Regions from separate parts of the Gossypium hirsutum genome. Here all the other regions are linked to region 3. The links are chromatin contacts, called in public Hi-C maps. All regions are on one chromosome and are shown on one strand. The core of a region is the stretch at or near the end of the contact, and the rest is flanking DNA. Distances in the headings are between cores, read along the strand shown. Region 1 holds the start of LOC107892301 (transcription initiation factor TFIID subunit 12). Region 2 holds the start of LOC107935674. Region 3 holds the start of LOC107941334 (IQ domain-containing protein IQM3).

What was found. A called contact is a pair of places that touch in the nucleus more often than the background predicts.
Region 1: a Hi-C map of fibers shows a contact between it and region 3, with 3 times the contacts expected there. The contact joins the promoter of LOC107892301 here to the promoter of LOC107941334 in region 3. A contact is called at or near these places in 15 of 34 Hi-C or Micro-C datasets (anther, callus, fibers and 4 more).
Region 2: a contact with region 3 is called in a Hi-C map of leaf, with 2.3 times the contacts expected there. The contact joins the promoter of LOC107935674 here to the promoter of LOC107941334 in region 3. A contact is called at or near these places in 3 of 34 Hi-C or Micro-C datasets (all in leaf).

What each region holds. Positions count from the first base shown.
Region 1 is chrA01:55,990,253-55,993,728 of Gossypium_hirsutum_v2.1, reverse strand. LOC107892301 (transcription initiation factor TFIID subunit 12) reads left to right here and starts at 2,102. Exons shown (of 10, transcript XR_001682609.2): 1 at 2,102-2,694; 2 at 2,789-2,944.
Region 2 is chrA01:56,297,612-56,300,846 of Gossypium_hirsutum_v2.1, reverse strand. It overlaps LOC107935674, which reads right to left and starts at 1,362. Exons shown (of 3, transcript XM_016868297.2): 1 at 385-1,362. The coding sequence starts at 1,068.
Region 3 is chrA01:56,151,403-56,154,730 of Gossypium_hirsutum_v2.1, reverse strand. It overlaps LOC107941334 (IQ domain-containing protein IQM3), which reads left to right and starts at 1,522. Exons shown (of 8, transcript XM_016874892.2): 1 at 1,522-2,030; 2 at 2,113-2,227; 3 at 2,346-2,411; 4 at 2,491-2,579; 5 at 2,728-2,815; 6 at 2,903-3,049; 7 at 3,147-3,239. The coding sequence starts at 1,672.

The DNA.
Region 1 (3,476 bases), core at 853-3,352, 160 kb after region 3:
ATGTGGATTATAGTGTGCCTTAATTTCCTCAAAATTTCCAAAATTAATATTTGCCCAAACCCCTGTATCCATATCACCTTGACCATATACTTCGAGATCCGAGCCATCACCAGTCGAATTATCCTGTGCCAAACCTGCATGTCCAGTGAAAAAATTTTGAGTTAGATTTGGATATATCCTTATTAGCAGACCCCTCACTATCCTGGCCAAGTTCAATTGCCAGCATGGGTCTCTTTCCCATTATTTTTTCTAATAAACCATTAAATTTACGGCCCAAATTAACAGTCCTTGTACTACCTAAACTGGGATGCATAGTAGGCCCCATAAAGGACTCAAGGCCTGCATTGCCCCCACGGCCTATACCCTTACTAGAACGTAAACCTTCTTTAGGCATTTCCTTAACATTAGCCTTATTACCACCTAAAGCCTTATTCACCTTCTCCTTATATTTTCCTCCCGAAATTCCTTCATCAGCATCACCATTACTATTTCCCATCTCCCCATTTAGCTCCATAAATCTGGATCCTTACGGTTCTTTCCTAGTTTTCACCGTGTCATTAGCCCGTAAATCTATTTAACTACGTCGCGATTTCCTTTCCACCAACATCCACAGTCCGTACTTCGATCCTATCCTTCATTCTATTTTGGCGATGGCTTCGCCTAAGTTAGCAACCACTGCTTCTACATTACTTTCCTAGGTTAGATCTACCATTATTGATAGGCACAAATCTTTGACATGTCTATACTTACCACAAGAAAAACATATTGTTGGAAGTGCATCATATTCCACTCGTTAGAAGACGCCGTCGACCATAACCTGAGAAGGCAAATGCTTGTTAATGTTAATAAACACAACCAGGCGAGCAAACTGGCCTCTGGTTCTGCTATCAGTTTGAAAATCCAATTTTGCCACTTTTTCGACCAGCCCCCCGATAACCTCTATGATCTTCCGTTTGTATATAAATCCAGGGATTCTTGATGGCCGGGTTCAAGCCATCACCACATTGGGATATGGTTGTAACAGACTAAAATCTTTAGTCCAAGGTTGAATAGTAATGTACTGGCTATAAATGATCTATGATCCCTGAGTCAATACTTGATTACAATCTTCATTGTTTTGAAACTTAACAAAAAAAATTATTTTCTATGTCCATGAGATGGAATGGTTTTGTAGGTTTCCATAAGCTACTTATTTGATTATAAATAGTGTTATAACCAATGCTTTGCCTTAAAAGCTTGAGTCGACCGTCAATTCCATCTCTTTGAAGAGAATTTCTTAAATACTGTTTGAGAAGACAATTGCTGGAATCCCATTGACCATGGTCGTACTCACATCACCTTCTAGCAACTCAAAATCACTTTCATTTCCCTCGCTAGGATCATTACAAACCATACCAGAAATGACTGCTCCTCCCCTCAAAAGCTTGTCCTTCCAAGATAGATTCGGGGTCAGATAAAAGTCCACACCCACAGTAGCAATCTCCCTTTCGATTCCTTTTTTGAATCTCACTTTCGTAGTGTTCCAATCCCTGTCAGATCTGGAATCACCAAAACCTCCTTCACTGGAATTTTGCATATTTTAAGAGCTTTTTTCTTTGACTATTCTTTATGCTTTCTCGTTAATCCACTTTTTAAAATCGTTGATAAATTTTTACTTTTAACCCTTAATAAAATGGTCGAAAGAAAATTTCTAAATGATGCAAATGAGAATATTTAAGGAATTAATAATATTAATTAAATAACTTAGTAGTATCTAAAATGATGATGCCTATTTTGATGCATTAAGTGTATTAAGCAATGGTGATTAGATGCAGAATGATAGTTTGATGAACTTAATAATTGAAAATAAATCCAATAAAAGCAGATTACAATTATCCAATTTAATACAGATAATAAATAAATTTGAAGATTACAACTATCCAATCCCCATAGAAAATTTGCAGATATTATAAGCAATATTTATTACCCTTTCCTTATATTTAGTGCAAACATTTTCATTCAAACCCCGAAACAAAGAAATAGGATTAAATTGACAAATTTTATAAAATTAAGATCTAAATTTGTAGTTTAGCCGATAGCTTATTTTAATGTATGTTTTAAAAGTTCAGAGAAGAAAAAGAGAGCTCGTCTACAGTTGGTAAAACAAATCACCTTCCTCTTCAATCCTTCCATCCTTCCATCCTTGCACTCCTGATGGATCAACAGCAACCACCTCCGCCAACCCCTAATGCTCCTCCTCCTTCCTCCGCCGTCGACCCACCTCCGCAACCACAGCCGCAGCCACAAATTCAACAACAAACAACGCCAACGCCCCCGTCAACATCCTCTACCGCAATCCCTAACCCTAACCCCAACCCTATCCTGAAACCCTTACCTTCCGCCATACCACCACCGCAACAGCCGCCGCACCCTAAACCAGCTCTCCCCTCTCATCAGCCAAGACCCGCCGCTGCATTCTCGAGGCCATGGCAACAACACTCTTCCCAGTTCACTCATTTCTCTTCCTCTTCTCCTTCCGCCTCATCGCCTCCTTCCCCTTCATTTTCCTCTCAGCCGCGAGGCAGCATTGCCCTCGGTGTTCCTTCGTCCCATTCTGGCCCCTTGCCTCCTTCTCCTTCACCTTCGCAATCCACTCCGTTTACCGGTTCCTTTGGCCATTCCTTCGGTGGAACCTCTAGTTCCAATGTTTCCCAGGTTGGATTTTAAGCTTGTGGGTTATTTTCATTCACGATTTTGAGCTTTTGATGCTGAAATTTCCTCTTCTTGTGATATATATATTTTTTCATAGGCAAGGCCGATGATGCGAGGAATAGGGATCGGATCATCAGTTGGTTCAAGTTCACAAATGAGACCAGGTGGGATTTCTGCTCAGCATCAACAAAGGCCTTTGCAATCATCTCTTAGACCAACATCTTCACCAACTAGCCAGTCCGCTTCTACCCAAGTTAGTATTATTTTTAAGGATTAATGTATATTATTTCTTTTTATTAATTTAAATGACATTGATTTTTTGTCAATAATGTTCTAATGATGCTAAAAAATGTTAGTTGAATTTAAATGGTCGCAGTAATAACAGTTTTAGCATATTTTAATAGAGTTTTTAATAATGTTTTAGAATTTTAAGAATGCTTAGAACTGTTGGTTGAATCTAGAAAATACTAATCCTTTCTCCCTCACTTTTATTATTATTTTAATCTTAGTTTGAATATAGTATTGGTAGGTTGAAGTAAGCTGCTTTAAGGAGTTCGTCAAGAGAGCTAAGGTGTTATTATCTACTATATAACACATTATTGTTGCCAACAGCCTCTTGGCTTCATGACCAGATTCTTGTATTGTGTGGCATGAGAAATAGGGTTCGATCCTTACATACCAATCCCCATTCTCCTATCATCGAATGTGAAAGAAAAGAACGCATTATTGTCATCATGATTATAAATGTGGGGTGAATTTGTGTTTGATGCCTTTCCTTGAATATT
Region 2 (3,235 bases), core at 113-2,612, 150 kb before region 3:
AAATGACATATATAACCCTTAATACCAGTCAAATAAACCAGAAACCAGCAGGCATATATGCCAATTCAGATTAAATTTCAGCGGTCTAAATATGGTTTTAGTCCCTCTAGTATGCTAATGTTTGAGATTTAATCCTTCTACTTTAATTTTAGCATAGTAGAAGACTAAAACGGCAATTAGACCCCAAAAATCTGCAGCAAAGTGATTCAATTTGCCGACAGTTCAAGCAAGTCAGAGAACTCAGTCACCTGAGTCACGAGTTTACTCTCCCCCCCCCCCAAAAAAAAGAAAAAACAAACAAAATGAAGAAGCTTTAACCAGATCAGAGTTGCAGTTTTAATTAACCAATTGATTATAAGTAATCATTCAATTAAAGGCACTCACCTTTCTTTCATGGAGACTAGGAGATGTAGCCGAGAAAGAAGGGCTTGTTTGAAGCACAAAACGTAAAGGGCTTTGAGAAAAGTGCTTATCAAAAGAAGCAAAAGTTGAGTTATTTCCCACAACTTCATTGGAAATGAGAACCTCTTCAAAATCCCCTGATGGACTAGAGCTACATGAAGTATCCATGTCCATTTCTTCATTGCTTTGGGACCAAACATCACTGGTAGGCGTACCAGTGTAAGAAATTGAACCACACTTGTCTTCACTCATTACATTGTTTTTGCTCACAGTTGGATCCCACCTCAAAATGTCCTTCACTGAAACTTTTGATCCTTTTGTAGCTGTTTCAGGCTTTGGGTTTTTGGTACGATGAGTTAGCCTCTTTAGAATGGAACCAAATAACCCAAAAGCAGTGCCATTGGTGTTTTTGGTGTTGGGGGTTTTAGGTTGAAAGAAAGGAGATTTGTTCAAGTCTGGTGAGTCATGGAAAGAGAAAAGGCAAGCTTTTTTGCAGAAATTTAAAGGAAAGTTGGAGATTTGAGAGATGGGCTTTGGTTTATGGAGTTGAAGATGAGTTTTAGGTGGTGATTTCTTGAGTTGACAACGCCTATCAGCAATGTAATTCTTCAAAAGGAATGGCTCTTGATCCTCTTGAAGTAACTCGTGCAAATGCTTCCGAGCCATCGTTCAAAAGATCTATTTGAATTTCCCTTTCACTTTTGACAGTGTAATTAGAAAAATCTCGACAAGCTTTGAGTTTCAGCACAGTGGAAGAGTTGAAGAGAATTCAACTTTAAACCAGAAAAAAATCAACGCAGCAAAAGATAAGATTTTGATGAAGAAGACGAAGAAGTTGGCCTATAAATGAATAAATAGGGAGAAAAAATGAGAAAGGAAAGAATGAGGAGAGTTCCCTTCTCTGATTCAAATCTTGAAGGTTCACAATATCGAGGTGAAGATAGTGATAAAAAGAAACTTATTATAAAATAATAATACTGAAAGGATTTTACATTTTACCCAAAAAACAACCAATAAATAAAGGGGTTTAATTCTGATTTCAGTCCTTGTACACTTTACATTTTTATAACTTAGTCTCTATTTTTAATTCTTAATATTATTAATTGATTTTGTTAAATTTGAATATGCTCTACTTTTTAAATTATACCTTTAAATTTTAAAATTCAACTTTAATGTTAAAATGAAAAGAAAATTATAATAAAATGGGTAACGTACAGAGATTATGGGCATAAATAAATCTCACAAAAGTAAAAGAAAATTAAAGAAAGAGAGAGTAAAATAAATAAATTTTATTCTAGCCAAAAAAGAAAGTAAATTTATATATAGTATATAAAAAAACATAATTACGGATTTAAATTGATTTTTCCAATATCTAAAGAAAGATATCGATTTTGAAGAGAGAAACTAAAAACGCATCCTGTATGAAATATTTTCTTTTGACGTGTCTGAAAAAGCATTCTAGAAAATGTGTTTTCTTTAATGACTTAATATGTCAGTTCTTTTTGTTCATGATTAAATGTTATTAAGACTCGAGTTTGGTTCCTCTCTTATTTGCATTTATATTCTTAATTTTGTGTTGTTTTAATTTTTTTAAATTAAATAAAAGAGTTATTAATTAAAAAGATGAATTAAAAAAATTTGAAAATATATTTATTAATTAGTAATTAAATTTTTTTAAAAAAAATTAAAATCAACATGAAAATAAGAATACAAATGTGCCACGAATAATTACCCATCTAATTAAAAAAACTGATGTATTAAGTTTACTAGATCTCTCTTCAAAATTAATTTATTTTCCTAAATATTGGAAAATTTTACCCATTTCCCCTGTTTATCTTCCAAAATTCATCAAATATTATTAATTTACTCATAAAAACAATCTCCTATGTATTTGTCACATTGTGTTTTTCATGAGCGATGACACAAATAATAAAAGACAACCCATTATGAAAAGATAAATGATAAATAATTGTCACTAAAACAATAAGAATGATATAGATGAAAGAGTCGTGCATGTAAAGACTTCCTTAATTATTATTATTATTATTATTGTTTGTTAATTCGAGTATTAATTTTCATTCCATTAAAAAATTTAATATTTAATTTTTTTAAAAAAAATGAGTTTGATAATTATAATAAATTTTATTTAATTCAAAATTTTAAAAAATATTAAATAAAATAAATGTTGATTACTTATTATTTAATGTAGAACATATTAAGTTGATTTTATTTATTAAAATATTAAAATAATTTTTTTTTAAAATAAGATATTCAAATTATCATATGTATCTTTTATTTAAAATTATTCAAAATAATATAAAATGTTATATTAATAAAAATTAAAATTAAAAATAATTACTTTTTAAAATCAATATTTACTTTTATCAAACAACATAATTATATGTTTTACTTATATTTATTAATTTGCTAAACTATTTTCTAATATAAATTCATTTATAAAATTAACAATAAAAATTTAATATTTTATTTTTTAGTAATTAAATTTTTAATTTAGCAAACATACCCTTAATTAAAAAAAAAACCCAAACACTAAGAAGCTGGTGACAGGAAAATATTAATTTTTATGCATTCATCATGTAGTGTTAAGAAATAAAATACAACTCATCATTGTAATTTTTTAAAATATAAAATATTTCAACTTTATCTTAATTATTAAAACTAATATTTGTCCACTGAAAGATAAGAGAAAGCGGTTTTCTTCTCTTTTTAATAAAACAATTTTTTTTTTTAAAAAAACCATTAATCTAAAATTGTCTTAAGGAAAAGGAGGTATTGAAATTACGGCTTGTATGCTGAAATCTTAATATTGTTG
Region 3 (3,328 bases), core at 273-2,772:
GGTTACCAACCCTATAAAAATCATCCATTGGTAATCATTTTGTCTCCCACTATCAAACTAGTTGGTTCTCATCCAATGGAACTAGAATTGAAACTTAACTATGTCCAAATTAGCCGCTAAATTTTCCTATTTTTCAATAGAAACCACCAACTTATGGTTTCTTTCAATTTGACCCCTAATTATTCCTAATTTTTTGGCTTAAGGAAAATTAGGTGTGACAATGAGGATCATTAAAAGCAACTTGAGTTGCTTGAAAAAGAAAAAGCTTTATCTAACAAAGTTTCTCCAAAAATATTTGAAAAGGGAAAAAATTCAAAGGCAAACTTTGTTAAAGTACTACTATAAACAAGGACATCCTTTCTAAATGAATACCTAAGGGGACCAAAATTATAAGAACTAATGCTGGACCCAAAAGAATTAGGGTTTCACCAAGCAACCGTTGTCGACCCGATTTGCATTTCATCTTTTGTACACCACACAACAACTCCTTCCTGCTGGAAACCTTATTGTCGCCAACTCTGCTATAGGTTAATGTAACGAGTTCAGCATCTTTGGTGGAGAAAATGAGTAAATTGGGTATATTGAAAAGCCCTTGTGCTTTTCACTATGACTATGATCTTAGACTTCTGCATGGATTTTATAAAGCATCCTCCTTTGATAAGGTGAAACTTGTTGCCGTGCCCGTATAACCACTGCCAACTAGGGCCCCCAACTACATTCTATCCTTTGACAGTACAACATTTGTAAACTTGAAGCCCTAGTTACACTACAACTCATGACCATATAATCACCGTCAACTAGGACCTCGAGTTGCAATGCGATCTCGACTTCTCAAGTGGTGGGACCATATAAAGTATCTTGTTTTACAAATCAAAGAGTAATTATAAAAGAATTATATTAGAAATAAATAATATAAAGTATTCAATAAGGATATCATTGTATTTGTAAAAAATTATAAATAATTTTTAATAAAATGAAAATTTAAAAACATACATTAGAATCAAATGAAAATGATTTTTGAAATTGAAGTTTTTATCTTATAATGTGATTATCCGTATTAAACAAAATAAAATAAAATAATGAGAAATTTTAAAAAATTACCGCTTATTTACATAAAATTTTAGAACTTATATTTATACAAATTTTTAGAACACACTCTTATTTTACTTTGAAATAATTTTAGTCTTATTTAAAATTTAATCAATGTTGAATTTATTTGTTTTATATTTTTTTAGTTTAACTAAAATAGATTTATGGCACTCAATTTTTTTCAATTAGATTAATAAAATTCAATAATAATAATAATAACAAAATCACAAAAATCCTTACTCAAAGACTGTTAAAGCCAGATTTATGATTTATGAGGCGGAGCAATGTCAGTCCATAAATATATATCATAATTGATTTTACTTTTGAGTATGCTTGGTCACTAGTTTGTTTTGTCTCGAGCGAGTTACACAAAATCTCACTCTCAACCTCAGCGCGTAACACACACGCACTTCACTAACTCTTAATCCAACTGGAATCTATTTACAAATTTACAAGTGGGTTTCCCGGCGATTTTCTAAGTCCTTGGCTCTGGTTTTTTCTTTTAAGTATTCTCTCCAAAACCAACGACCCTAAGATTCTCTCTTTCTAAAACTCCTTCAAATTTGGCTACCAAGAAAAACAATGGAAGTAATTGAAAGTCAAGCAGCTGTTTCGAATTTCGATCTCCAGTCAAAGTCTCCGTTTTATAACATTTCCTCCACCGACATTACGAACGCCGGCTTACTTGGGGAATCCGAATTTGTATCTGTGGATAGTCCGAACCAAGCTAGCGAATCGGATTTCCCGACGGTGGTTAATGGTGGTGGTTTGAAAATGCTGCTGGAGCCGTTATCCGACGGCCGAGATTCTCCGGGTTCGAATCAGACGCGCAGTGGCGGTTCTTCTCATTCCAACGCCGCCGTTAAGGTCCAGAAGGTGTATAGGAGTTACCGGACACGGCGTAGGTTAGCAGACACCGCTGTTGTCGCTGAAGAACTCTGGTAGTTTCTTTCATAAAATCTTTGTCTGTCTTCAAAATATATATTATTTAATACTAATAGTAAATATTTTTATTATTTTCAGGTGGCTGGCTTTAAATTATGCAAGGCTTAATCACAGCACAATTTCCCTTTTTAATTATTTGAAACCAGAAACTGCTGCTTCAAGGTGGAATCGCGTTGGCTTAAATGCTTCTAAGGCATTTTCTTCTTCTTCTTCTTCTTTTTATTTTTTTTTTCTTTTACCTCCCAGTTTCCATGTTCTGTCTTTTTTTTTTAGTTAATTTTCATAAATAATTAAGTTGGGAATTTTGTCAGGTCGGGGAAGGGTTGTCCATAGACGCCAAAGCACAAAAATTGGCTTTTCAACATTGGATTGAAGCTGTAATTTACTCTTCTGTATCTTTTTATTAAACAAAATATATTGGATAATTTTGAATCTAACACTTTTTTTCAACTGTAGATTGATCCACGACACCGTTATGGCCATAACTTACATATTTACTACGATGAATGGTGCAAAACTGATGCTGGTCAACCATTTTTCTACTGGTAAACCCCAAACATTTTTCTCATTCTATTAATATTGGTAGGAAGACCAAATTAAAGTAGATGGACTAAATCTTCAAATTGAGCATAGTACTAGGACAAAAATAATGATTTCACCTTTTTTCTTTCTTTCTTATTTTGTTTCCTACAGGTTAGATATAGGTGATGGCAAAGATGTCGATCTCGAAGAATGTTCAAGATCAAAGCTTCGAAAACAATGCATCAAGTATCTCGGACCTGTATGTATGCAAACTCATATGTTAGATTCAATCTCTTTTTCCAAATAAGATTGAATGAAATTGTTAATTCCCTGTTGTTGTAAACAGCAAGAAAGGGAACATTATGAGTACATTGTTGTTGAAGGAAAGATTATCCATAAACAAACTAGAAATGTCCTTGATACATTCCAAGGCTCGAAAGAAGTTAAATGGATATTTGTTATGAGCACCTCGAAGAAATTGTATGCCGGCGAGGTAAACCATCTGGCTTGAACCGCAACTTTTAGATTAAATACTTACTAGATGTATGAAAACCCAAAAATGTCTTTAATGTCTTTTCGGTACCTTGCAGAAGAAGAAAAGAATGTTCCATCATTCTAGCTTCTTAGCTGGTGGAGCAACGCTAGCTGCTGGTAGATTGGTGGTGGAGAAAGGGATACTAAAGGTATAAGTTTGTAACAATTTAGGATTTAGTAGTGTACTCAGATTTTGTTACGGGCTGCCAATATTGATAGTTGCATTTGAATGGCCGGA